3 separate regions of the Mus musculus genome follow, and all the other regions are linked to region 2. A link is a contact called in public promoter capture Hi-C data. All regions are on one chromosome and are shown on one strand. Each heading gives the region's core, a stretch centred on a gene start, on an enhancer-like site or on the middle of the called end of the contact. The rest is flanking DNA. Distances are from core to core; before and after follow the strand shown. Region 1 overlaps Actn2 (actinin alpha 2). Region 2 overlaps Heatr1 (HEAT repeat containing 1). Region 3 overlaps Actn2 (actinin alpha 2).

Region 1 (4,133 bases), core at 1,500-3,999, 130 kb before region 2:
ATTTAAAAAAGCATGCCATTTTGCCCAGCTTTGCCTTGAACTTTCTTCTCTCCCCTCCCCTCTCCCCTTTTCCTTCCTGCTCTGGCCCCAGCCCCAGCCCCCAGGCCATAGGTCTTTTTTTCTTTTTTAATTTGTTTCTCATTACAGATGGTTGTGAACAACCATGTGGTTGCTGGGATTTGAACTCATGACCTCCAGAAGAGCAGTCAGTGCTCTTAACCACTGAGCCATCTATCTCACCAGCCCTGCCTTGAACTTTCTATACAGCTAAGGATAACCTTGACCTTCTGATCCTTCTACCTCTACCTCCTGAGTTTTGATTAGTCACTGATGACCACAGGGCATTTTTATGGGGTGCTAGGATGTGAACCTAGGTCCTGTGTGTACGAGGCAAACACTTTACCAACCAAGATGCTCTCTCTGACTTACTTTGTAGCATTTTTTTTCCTACCATATCTGTTGCCATTTCCCAGGTACACATCCCAAATTGGGCCTGATGCCCTGAGTCAGCTATTGGCACAGAAGAACTCTAACGGGCCCAGAGAGATGGTCAGAGGTTGAGTTCAGACTGTTCTTTCCAGGGGACCTGAGCTCGATTCCAAGCACAATTGATGGCTCACAACTATCTGTAACTCCAATCCAGAAGATAAGATGCCTTCTTTTGTTCTGCAGAGGTGCCAGGCACAGGAGTGGCACACAGGCATACGTGCAGGCAAAGCGCTCATGTACATAAATTAAAGATCATACGTGAGGGCTGGTGAGATGGCTCAGTGGGTAAGAGCACCCGATTGCTCTTCCGAAGGTCCAGAGTTCAAATCCCAGCAACCACATGGTGGCTCACAACCATCCCTAATGAAATCTGATGCCCTCTTCTGGAGTGTCTGAAGACAGCTACAGTGTACTTACATATAATCAATAAATAAATCTTTTTAAAAAAAAAAAAGATCATACATGAGTCTTTACAATTTTTCAAAAGGACTTTGGGAAATTTACCATGATTGCTTCTTAACAAACAGGGCTCAGACCAGGATCCCCCAACATTTTAAAACTGAAAAGTATGTTTTGCTGCTAACTTGTTACAGTGCAAAGCTACACCTGGTCCCGTGATTCCCACTTTTAACATTCCCGTTTACTGGATAACGTTTGGTTGTTTCCACATGAGTCACGGAGAAACACAATTAACACCACTGATTCAACTATGGAGCCTCTGTAGGAGTTTTCAAGGCAAGAAGCGCTCAAGGCTCTCACCTCCAAGGCCTCCCTCCTCTTCTGGGTGAGCGTCCCCAATCTATCCCACTGGTCGCAAATTTTCTGGCACCGATCATTGACGTTCACAGCATCGTGATAGTCCAGTTCACTGTGGAAAGCAAGAAAGAAAGATGAATCCTCCCAAATGGTGTGAGGGAAATGGACACAAGCTGGAAATAAACAGGGAAGAGATGTGTGTGTGTGTCTGTGTACGCATGCGTGTGTACACACACACACACACACACACACACGTGTATACAAATGTATGTGTGAACAAATGTACACTCATATATGTGCACGTGCACTTGGAGACCATAGGTAAACCCTGGGTATTTCTGTCAGTCATTAAACTCCATTAAACTCCCAACTTTTTTTTTTTTTTTTTTTTTTTGAGATAGAGTCTTCTAGTAGCCAGGGCTTTGCATTATTCAGCTAAGCTGTCTCCTATCGAGCGCTAAGCATCTACCTGTACCTGTCTCCCCGGAGCTGAAATGAAAAGAACATACCATCATGCTCATTAATATATATTTTAGTGTGTGCGTGTGCACGCGTGCCTGTAGAGGTCAGAAGAGGATGACGGATCCCTGGAGCAGGGGTTATAGACAGTTGTAAGCCGCCTAACATGGATTCTGAAAACTGAAAACCCGTGTCCTCAGCAAGGTAGGTCATGAAGCACTCTTAGCCACTGCGTCAGCTCCCCAGCATCTGTACCGGGGTTTTAAACATGGGTTCTGGGGGATTGAACTTATGTCCTCAAGTGGCAGCCATCTCCTATTATCCAGTCCCCATCCCCATGCCTTTTTTTTTTTTTTTTTAAAGATCCAGTAGAAAACCCAGAGGGAGGCTAGTGAGAGCAACCACTAAGATAACCTGCCACCAAGCTTGACAGGTGAATTTAATCCCTAATATTAATATTGTCTTCTGACTGCCACAGATGTGCTAATTTAATTACTCCTTGACCCAGACAAGGGGATCCCTGGGGCCCAGCAGGCAGCCAGCAGAGCTGAATCATTCAAGCTCTTGCCCATTAGGAAATTCTATATCATTTTTTAAAAATGCAGAGAGTGACCTGCTGAAGACACTTGAGACTGGCCTCTAACCTCTGGCCTCCACATCACTTCAGGGATTCCCGACCCCTACCCCCCCCACATACACATACACAAAATACGAAGGCCACTGAAAACTGGTAGGGCATTTCAGGGTTTCCTGAATTGTCCCCAGTGAAAATAGTATCGCTTGGAACAAATTATAAGAATTAATACAAATCCTGTTAAGTCAACAGTTTTCAAAATGGCACTGTCTTCTTAATGCCTCTGGCTCACTTTCTCTTCCTGTGTCCTCTGAGGCCTCCTGAGAGCATGACTTTTAAATGGAAACAACAAGGGGAGCCAACTATCTGACCCAGGTGGCTGGAACATTAAAATGAGTCACAGGGAAGGAGGTGTCCACTTGCAGGGTTCTGTGTCCTTGGCGCCTCTAGAAGGGCATGCAGCTTGCTGCCTTCTGAGTGACCCATCCAGGAGAAGGCTGTGACATCACCCAGCACAGAAAGGCTTCTAAAACTGGGCAGGCTGGAGCTCTTCCATTTATGGACAACGACTCTTTGGACTGTTGGATGCCACCAGTGTGGTAGAAAGAAAGAACAACACAAAACAAAAAGCTTGAGTAAAACTTAACCTCATCTCGGGGGTAAATGTCTGAGTCCTGCTTAAAAAGTAACCACCCTGCCAGGTTTTAGAGGAGAGCAGGAACTGTGGAGATCAGAAGACATGTGTACCAGGCTTCTCTGAAAACAGCCTGAGATTAGAGAACTTTCCAGAAGTGCCCTGCTCCCCTGAAAACCACTTCCTTGGGGCTTCAGTTTTATTTATTTATTTATTTATTTATTTATTTATTTATTTATTTATAAATGTGCGCGTGTGTGTGTGTGTGTGCCGCACTAAGTGCACAGAGGTCAGAGGACAACTTACAAGTGTGAGGCTGTCAGTCCTCTCCTTGTGCCGTGTGGGTCCTGGGGATTGACCTCAGGCCGTCAGGAGGAGCATCGGGAACCGTTACGCTCTAGCTCAGAGACCCTCTGCTTTTTCTTTTTTCATACACTCGCCTGTGTTTACTGACTTTGCTGTTTCTTTTGCTGAGCAGAGCAAATACATCTGAGTGTTAGCTGAGTGTTCTTCCAGAACATTCTGAGAGCGACAGAAGCTCCCTGTCACCTCGTTAGAGCTCGTCCAGTCCTTAAGAGCAGCCACCGGCTATCTACAAACACACGCTTTTCACGTAACCAAAGTTGGCTTGGATCTTATGTCTACTTTGTGTATAAACCAAAAAACAAATCCAGCAACTGCCCCCTAGGCAACTATGCTATGCTGATATAAAGTGGCAAGGCAGTAGACCTGTAACCTACAAGCCTTGCCCAGAAATTTCTGGATGTTTCCATCTGATATGTCCCTTGTGGCCTCATGTTTTGAATGCTTGGTCCCTGGCTAGTTGCATGGATTTGAAGAAAGTGGAGCACTGTGGTGTAAGTGAGTTACAAAGGGTGGACTTTAGAGGGTCAGACTCAACTCTGGTTCTACTCTGGGTTTGTTGGCTATGGTGGTTCAAATATACTTGGCCCATGGGAAGTAGCATTTTTAGGGGGAGTGGCCTTGTTGGAGGAAGTGTGTCACTGTGTAGGTGGGCTTTGAGGTCTCCTAGTGTTCAAGTTCTGCCTAGTGTGAAACAGAGCCTCCTCCGGGCTGCCTGCGGGAGACAGTCCCCTTCTGCTACCTGATAATCAAGATGTAGAACTCTCAGCTCCTTCAGCACCATGTCTGCCTGCACTCTGCCTTACTTCCTGCCATGATGATAATGGACTGAACCTTTGAAACTGTAAGGCAGCCCCA
Region 2 (4,540 bases), core at 1,871-4,370:
ACATGTGTGTGCATATGCCGCTGCACACCCTTGGAGGTTAGAATACAGTTTTGAGGAGTCCGTTCTCTGATTTCACCTTCCCATGGTCTGGGAATTGAGCTCAGGTGCATATGGGTGCGATGTATTTAGATTATATGTACCCCAATTCCTCCTAGATCCACCCCTTTCCCCCTTACCTCCTCTCAGTTTTGTGTCTTCCATTCTTCCTTTATAACCCTCTAAGTCCAGTTTGTGCTGCCCATGTGCTGGTTCAGGGCCAGCCAGTGGAGTGTGTTGATCTACCTTAATAGAAACTAGCTCTCCATTTCCCAGAGAGGATATGTGTTTCTTTGGCAATGTGATCTATAGGGGTTTGCCCTGTATAAATTTATGTGCACCTCATATATACCTTGTGTTTCTGGAAGCCAGAAGAAGGTGTTGGAGTCCCCAGAGGTGGTATTACTACTGCATGTTAAATTACCATGTGAGTGTTGCAAACCCAGCCCAGGTCTTCTAGAAGAACAGCCAGTGTAGTCTTCTTAGCTGATCCATTCTTTCTCCAGCCCTGGGATATGCTTTATTTTTTATTTCTTTTTTTAATGCATGAGTGAATTTCTACTGTCCAGTGGAGCTGAGATGTCTGATTTAATATATTTTGTTACAGTTAGAAGTTTTTGTTTTTTTTTTTTTTTCAGATTTTTGATTTTTGTTTGTTTCCTTTTAAGATATTTGACAGGACAAAGTTATTGGCTAGATAACTCCTTTTTGGAATGGATTTGAGGTTGTATCTTGGTGATCTCTGAGCAATATTTTTGTCTAGGAGACTAGACAACCTGTCACCAGTTGATCCAGAACAGTATAATAATGAATTCTGCTGACTTGAACATGTGTCTGAATCAAAGGTACTTTCATGTCTTCCAGGTTCAGGGTGCTTGAGCTAGCAGCAAACATACTAATTAAAGAAGAGATACTAAGTAAAAATGACCAGTTGGCAAATCAGGTGGTTGTCCAGTTGCTGCCTTTTATGGTTATTACTAGTAATGATATAGAGTCTCCTGATATGAAAATTGCTATACATTTGTCAAAATCAGGAATTTGTTCTCTGCATCCTCTATTAAGAGGCTGGAAAGAAGGTAAGAAAGTCAGTTGTTAAAGTCATAGTTAAACGCCCACTTCTGTTCTACAAGGCTTTTCCCCTCCTCACTTTTTGCTGTTGTTCCATTCTTTTTTTTTGTTTTTAAGATTTATTTATTATCGTAAATAAGTACACTGTAGCCATCGCCAGATGTACCAGAAGAGGGCATCAGATCTCTTTACAGTTGGTTGTGAGCCACCATGTGGTTGCTGGGATTTGAACTCATGACCTTTGGAAGAGCAGTCAGTCAGTGCTCTGACCCCCTGAGCCATCTCATCAGCCCTCTTTTCTTATTATTTTTTGTTGTTGTTGTTGTTGTTCCATTCTTAAAAGCTGTTTTGCTTTAATCAAATACAAAGGGAATTTTATTTATTCCTTTGAGACCATGGCTGAGAGTTATAACTCAAGCTGGCCTGGAACAACTTTATAAAACAGATATAAATTTTATAGAGAAGATAAGAAAATTTGAAATTAGATTAAAAGTAAAAATAAAAGGCAAGCCTTGGTAGAGAACTAGTAAATATTTTATCTAAATGTCTTACTTTTCCCCAATACTTTATGTGGATGCCAGTGATACAGTGATATAGTATTCAAACCTTTTTTTTTACAGCTCTTGAAAATGTTATTAAAAGCAGAAAATCAAGAGAAATAATTGGTGTAGGAAACCAGAAGATGGTTCAGCTGCTGGGCAGCAATTTAAGTTTAGGAGAGCGCTCTACAGTGTTGAAGCTGGTATGTTGCCACCCCTCCCCTCCACTCCGCCTTCTGCTCCTCAGGCTTATTAGGCTCCCACTTCTGCTCTACGTGGCTTCTTTTCTGAAGTTTTGCTGCTGTTCCTTTCTTACACCCTGTTTTGCTTTAAACAAATACAAGAGTAATTTTGTGTATTCCTTTGGGGCCATGGCTGAGAGTTATAGCTCAAGCTGGCCTGGAACTTACTGTGTAGCCCAGGATGAATTTCTGATCCTCCTGCCTTAACCTCCCAAGTGCTGGGATTATAAGCTTGTATAAACCACCTGTGGCTAACTTAGCATGTTGGACAGATTATCTGAAGTCCTTAATATTTTATATCACTTTTGGACTAGTGAGAATACTTTGTTCTTTTTAATCTCATTTTTCCTATTTATATTTAGACTATTGAAGTCTTTTCATTGTTAACATAGCAAAATGAAATTAAAAGAAAATACTTTAGTAAACCTTTTAATGGTATTAGGTGTCTGACTTACTGATTTTTGTTGTTTGTATTCTTAGGTCTGTGGGTTAAATGCATAAACTTGTCAAGTGTAATTTTGTCCATTTTAATTTCTAAGTTTGTATCATGGCTTAGCAATCAGTGTTTACTGATCTTTCTGTCGTCTTACTTTATACACAGTACCTAGGTAGGCCTGAGATAGAAGACTGACTAACTAGTAATAGAGGGTGCTTATTTCTCAAGGTCGAAGATCTAGTCTGTGCTGGGGAAAAGGAGTCTTACAGCCTGAAGCAGAAAGTGGCGTTTCACGTGACTGTGTCTGTGCTGATCTCTTGCTGCTCATCCTTCCAAGAAACCTGCTTCCCGTTTGCTCTAAGAGTGTTCAGTTTATTGCAGAAAAAGATAAGGAAGCTCAAAAGCGTCATCACTGCTGTGGTAAGGAGTGCGGTGTCTGCAGGAAGTTGGGTGTTGGGTAAAATAACACTGTGGTCTGATGGTCACAGCTAAACTGAGGCCCAGAGGTCTGGCTCTGGTTGGGGAAGTGGGAAGTGCTGGTCAGAATGTTAGCCGTGGGTATCAAGACAAAGCACTCTCGTGCTTTTCCAGGAAGTGTACTTGAATCACAGGGTTCTGAGGGTTGGACTCTTCTGCTGTTTTATCAGCGCATAATCCAGGTTTCCTTCCTATCTACTCCACTGATTCACGTCCACACAAAACTTGTCCTAGTATTTATTGAAAGAATATCGTAGATATTTAAAATCATTGAGTATTCCAGTAGGTTCAGATGTCTCTGGCCCACTGTTGTCCTGGACAGTGTTACTAAAGTTCCTAGTGTCCCATTTTGAGGTAGCAAGCTTTTGTTTTAATACCGCTGTTTGCATCAGTATTTTTCTTTTATTTATCTTCTAAACTTCAAAGGGCTGCTCATTACAGGATTTTCTAAGAGAATTACAACTCATATTTATGTATACTCTCAGGAGTTTTATAAATTCTAGCTGTAGCCATTGTTAACTAAAATTATGTGAAATTAGCATGCTTCTTTAGACTTTAAAAAGTGGCTCCAGTGAGCCTCTCTTAACGTCTGACTGACTTTTTTATGAGGTACAGTAACTGGAGCTGTGCTTGTCCTCCGGGCCAGCAGTGTAGAGTGGTGTGTTTTGTTCAGTGTAGGCAGCAGGTTGTTTCACATTGCTCTATTAATGCCCTTTATGAGGAATGTATCTTTTCAGCTGTAGCACTGTGTCCACACACATGCACACACACACACACACACACACACACACACACACACACACACACACACACACATGCACACACACACCAGTGTGACACTCCCGACTAGGAGTGCGTATCCGTTGCAGTCATAGAGCACCTGTTTGGAACTCTGAGGATGAGCTAGCTTCTGTTTCCATTCATGTTTCAGGAAATCCCCTCAGAGTGGCACCTGGAACTGATGTTGAACAGAGGATTGCCGGAGGAGCTGTGGGTGCGTTACGTGCAGGAGCTCCACGGTGCCCAGAGGGTTGTCATGGAGGACGCCATTTTACTTGTATTTTCCATGAAATGTTTTATTTTTGCAATGAAGGCTCCAAAATCTTTTCCTACAGGTAAGGCATGGTCATGAGTCTTCAGTGTGATGCGGTACTGCGTTCCTAACACCATACACGGTTCACCTTCACTTGAATGACAAGCTCCCCCTTGTCCCCTCAGGTGCCATGTGGTGGAATCCCGAGCAGCTAGATGAAGACAGCAGACACTACCTGCACCTGCTCATTGGTATCTTTGAGATGCTGCTGGAGGTTTCTGATGCCATGCATTTCAGGGTTCTGATTAGGCTTATAATGAAGGTACTTGGCTCACTCCTCACAGGCATTTCTGCTATAGGTAGTGTAGGTTATTTTAGTACTAAAGCCTAATAATAAAGTATATTTTGCGGCAGTGAACAATGTGTGCTGATAAACATGCCCTCGAGAGCAGTCTAGTACTTACAGCCAGGTAGCATGTTGAGTATAGAGTAGCATTGCAGCATCCCTATTGATGAGCTGTTGTGTTTAAAAATCAAAACAACTCAGTCTGTTTTTGTTTTGAATATCCTTTATAGATGAGTAAACTGGCTGAGTGTTCAGAGATGGTGGTTAGGAGATGCAGTGTCACTCACGAAGCTTCTGTGGGCTTTACTGCCTCCATGATGCAAGCAGCGTGTTCTTGTCCTTGTCTGACTTACTCTTTCTGTG
Region 3 (4,197 bases), core at 800-3,299, 150 kb before region 2:
CAGCGAGGGCTTTTCCAATTTCTGCGAATGTTGATTATCAAATGACCCTTCCTCTAAGCCACAGGCCCTCACTTGGGAGTTAGATAATATGCCTGTGGAGTTCATAAAAACACAGATGTCCTAGTCATAGCCTAGGCCATCATACTGTGAAACCTGGAAGTAAGAACTGGGCATATACACAATTAACAAATATGTATCTCCTGAGAATTCTGAACTGACCTGCTGTTTAAACATTCCTCTTAAATTGTGTACCACTCACCCTGAAGTGGGTCAGTTCCAATTCCCCATCGCCCATGTACCACACATTACATACAAGTTTCCCCCACCCCATCCTTCCTTTTTGATTCTTTCTTTCTTTTTGAGGCAGAGTCTCATTCGTGTAACCCAAGCCATCCTGGAACTCCTTATGTAGGTAAAGACAACCTTGAACTTCTGGCCCACCTGCTTTTACCCACACAATACTGAGATTATAGGCATCTGCCACCAGACCTGACTTACACATTGTTGTGGCTGGGAACACAGGGCTTTGTGTATTCTAAGTGTCCTGGCTGGGTTTGTGTGTCAACTTGACACAAGCTGGGACTGATCACTGAGAAAGGAGCCTCCCTTGAGGAAACACCTTCATGAGATCCAGCTGCAAGGCATTTTCTCAATTAGTGATCAAGGAGGGAGGACCCATTGTGGGTGGTGCCATCCCTGGGCTGGCAGTCTTGGGTTCTATCAGAAAGCAAACTAAGCAAGCCAGGGGAAGCAAGCCAGTAAGGAACATCCCTCCATGGCCTCTGCATCAGCTCCTGCTTTGTGACCTGCTTGAGTTCCAGTCCTGACTTCCATTGGTGATGAACAGCAGTGTGGAAGTGTAAGCTGAATAAACCCTTTCCTCCCCAACTGCTTCTTGGTCATGATGCTTGTGCAGAAATAGAAACCCTAAGACACTACAAGACACTCTACCAACTGAGCCACATCACCCACCAGTCTCTGACTCTTTCAGGGAGGCAAATACAACACCAACTGAATGTTTTCAAGTATGAGATGTTTGCTTATAGCTAACCAAATTGCCTGCTTATCCTTTAAAATGATTTGAGAGAGAGAGAGACTGACTGTTTTTGGCAACTTTGTTAACTCATGATCAGAAATAAAAACAACTTGTAGGATGACAGTATAAATACTTTTATTGTTTTCCATGGCTTATTTCCCTATCTCCCATATCATTAGATAGTACTGATCCAACCTCTTGCTGAATATTATAGAGAGATTAAAATTTTTCAGAGAGATGAGTTGCCCATGGCCACCCTAAAACACAAGTTCCTAGTTAAAAGGAATGACTTCCTGGATTCTCCTTCACAATTCCAGTTGGAGCATAGCACCTGCTTCAAATACAACAGTCAAAAGCTCACCCCACCCCCACCCCAAAGCACATGGTATTAAACTCAAGGCCCAAGTATTTCAGAGACTTTTCAAACTGTCAACTACTTAATAATTATGAAGCAAATTAAGAAAGTGGGCCAAGGTGAAAGGTCAGTAAGGCTAGCAGCAAACCCTGGTAAATGGAAAAGAACAAATTTCCAGCTGGTGGCAGGAACTTAGCGGAAATAGAAGCAGTTAGCAGACACATTGTTCCCTCTCTAGTCACACTTTAATTGCAATTAGCAATTGTTTTTGTTTGTTTATAGCTAGCTTTCTGATCGTTATGGACCAACATTTAACAGGTGTTTTTACTTTGTTTACTGCAAGCTGTCTGCAGGATGGAAACTCTGGGGGTGGATTGGGGGTGGGAGTGGGGTGGGGGTTGGAGTGAAGTGTGTGTGTGTGTGTGTGGGTGGGTGGGTGGGTGGGTGTAATAGAGGTTTGGAAAACAGGAATGGAAAAGTAACACACATTCACCAGACCAACGCACCAAGTGGGAGCACAGGGACTTGACCCAGACAGAGCCATGAATCACTGTCCCATCCAAGAGGTGACATTCTGACCTCCAGTACTATTGACTCCCAGGAGGAATGCAGCAAAGGCGTGCAAAGAGACCTTACCTCCTGTGTGGAGAAGGCTGCCCTCTGCATGCTAAGGCATGGGAGAGCTCCACCTAGTGCCAGAGGCTATACAGCCTTCTTGTCTCGCTGGGAACAGCCATGCTCAGCCCCTTATTAAAGAACAAAGCACTTAGAGCTGTCTCTCTGCAACTTCTACAAAAAGCTCCACAGGGAATCAAGAGACAATAACAGAAACCTCATTTTTCTTCTTGACTCCACCTCCATCTCTGGCAACTAAACTTGCTTCCCTGTTACTTCACGTTCCAGGGACACTCACCCCCCACACCAAACCCGACTGTCCAGTCCTATAAAGAGATGACTGAAAACTCCACTTCAAAAACATTAATGAGCCAGGCGTGGTGGTGCACGCCTTTAATCCCAGCACTCGGGAGGCAGAGGCAGGCGGATTTCTGAGTTCAAGGCCAGCCTGGTCTACAAAGTGAGTTCCAGGACAGCCAGAGTTATACAGAGAAACCCTGTCTCGAAAAAAAAAAAAACCAACCAAACAAACAAAAAAACCCAACCAACCAAAAACATTAATGAGGTCCAAGGAGATGGCTCAGAAGTTTAGGAGACTGACTGCCTTTTCAGAAGACCAGAGTTCGGTTCCCAGCATCTGTGTCCTGTGCCCAAAACTGCCGGTGACTCAACTTCCAGAAGATCCAATACCTCTGACTTTCTCATGTGCCTACACTTGTGCAGGGACACATACCCAAACAAAAGCACACATTTACATAATTAAAGTAAAAAAATTAATTATCCAAAAATATTAAGGCAGGTGAGCAGGCAGGGTCAGGAAGTAAAGGCCACGTGACAACCAGAGTTGGCTCCCTGGGACTCACGTGGTACAAGGACAGACCCAGCTCCCAGAAGTTGTCCTCTGACCTCCACACACATCATCGCATGGCCACATGCATACACAATAAGTTAAAATGTAACAATGGAATAAATAATTTTCAGATTGTAATGAGTCTGACTGGGGACACACTGTAATCCCAGCACTTGTGGGGAAGAGGCAGGAGGAGCAGGAGTTCAAAGCCAACCTGGGCTATATTACACTCTCAAAAAAATTTTTTTTTGTTTTGATTATTAAAAGGGGGCCATACTGACATATACCCATAGTCTTCCCATAATTAGGAAGCTGAGGCAGGAGATTGTCAGTTTGAAGCTAGCCTGGGCTACACAGAGAAACACTCTCAAGAAAAAAATGTATTGAGGAATTTGTTTCCCACTTGCAGGCCCATCTCCTAATGTTTAATTTCACTAATGATATCACTTATAGGTAGGTCCTGCTGATCTTAGGATAAGCAAGGAAAAAAAAAACCGTGCTAGAATCCCAATCATGTCCTCCCCAAATGTGTCCTCCCAAAGATAACTACATAAATATAAAGGCATGGAGATGTATTTTAAACATCAAACCCTCACTAGACCTTCAGAGTACCAATGAGTCATTGCTTCCCCAGTCATGAATCCTGAATGTTTCGATTTTCACACTTGCACTCACTTCTGCCCCAGACCGCCCCGTTTTCACCATATGTAAGCCAACCGGCTGACTTAGTCAAAGAAACAAACCAACCTACCCTTTCATTTCACGTAGCTAAAAATTCAGAAAGAGACCCATGGGAAAAGGACCACTACATCACACACATTGACGCTGCTTCTGCCTGACTTAGGCTGGGAAAGAATGAGCCGCAAAGAAAAAAACCCTCTGATGGTGTGCATGGTCACGTATGTACAGGTGCATGTGCGCGTATGCATGCGGAAGCCAGAGGAAAACTTGCTTGCCGTTCTCTCCTTCTGCTACACGGGATCCAGGGATCAAAGGCAGGTTGTTAGAGTTTTCGGCAAACGCCTTTACTACTGAGCCGTCTTTACAGGACAAGCACTTTATAGACTGACCTTTCTTCTTAGCCCTTCCCTCACCCAGTCTCTCTTTTGTTGTTGTTGTTGTTGTTTATTTGTTTTCCAGACAGGGTCTCACTAAGTATCCCTGGCTGGACTGGAACTTGATAGGTAGACCAGGCCTGTCCTTGAACTCACAGATTGGCCTGCCTCTGCCTCCCAAGTGTGGGGAGAAAAGGCGTGGGCCACAACGTCCAGCTCATCACACCTCTTAATAAAGTTTGTCAAAGTTTCCAGGTAACAGCCTATACTTCAGCCTTTATTGCAT

Evidence for each region. Capture Hi-C pulls out chosen DNA fragments and counts their contacts.
Region 1: a promoter capture Hi-C map of adipose tissue shows a contact between it and region 2. The contact joins two enhancer-like sites. A contact is called at or near these places in 2 of 115 datasets of contacts at active chromatin or transcription factors (embryonic stem cells and microglia) and 4 of 9 other capture datasets (adipose tissue, embryonic stem cells, liver and 1 more).
Region 3: a promoter capture Hi-C map of adipose tissue shows a contact between it and region 2. The contact joins two enhancer-like sites. A contact is called at or near these places in 3 of 484 Hi-C or Micro-C datasets (LSK cells, granulocyte-monocyte progenitors and group 2 innate lymphoid cells), 6 of 115 datasets of contacts at active chromatin or transcription factors (acute myeloid leukemia, embryonic limb bud, embryonic stem cells and 2 more) and 3 of 9 other capture datasets (adipose tissue, liver and pancreatic islet).

Annotation. Positions count from the first base shown.
Region 1 is chr13:12,281,267-12,285,399 of GRCm38.p6, forward strand. It overlaps Actn2 (actinin alpha 2), which reads right to left. Exons shown (of 21, transcript NM_033268.4): 13 at 1,249-1,357. Among named protein-coding and RNA genes, the nearest start is that of Mtr, 25 kb to the left of the region's middle. Within about 2 kb of position 2,750, at least 13 of the 459 cell types and tissues checked have an H3K27ac peak or open chromatin away from gene starts, as enhancers often do. A contact at or near this core is called in adipose tissue, where this site is marked.
Region 2 is chr13:12,409,496-12,414,035 of GRCm38.p6, forward strand. Heatr1 (HEAT repeat containing 1) reads left to right here. Exons shown (of 45, transcript NM_144835.4): 15 at 901-1,112; 16 at 1,725-1,846; 17 at 2,550-2,741; 18 at 3,730-3,913; 19 at 4,017-4,153. Among named protein-coding and RNA genes, the nearest start is that of Heatr1, 16 kb to the left of the region's middle. Within about 2 kb of position 3,121, at least 86 of the 459 cell types and tissues checked have an H3K27ac peak or open chromatin away from gene starts, as enhancers often do. A contact at or near this core is called in adipose tissue, where this site is marked.
Region 3 is chr13:12,265,267-12,269,463 of GRCm38.p6, forward strand. Actn2 (actinin alpha 2) reads right to left here. Exons shown (of 21, transcript NM_033268.4): 21 at 4,160-4,197. Among named protein-coding and RNA genes, the nearest start is that of Mtr, 9.3 kb to the left of the region's middle. Within about 2 kb of position 2,050, at least 8 of the 459 cell types and tissues checked have an H3K27ac peak or open chromatin away from gene starts, as enhancers often do. A contact at or near this core is called in adipose tissue, where this site is marked.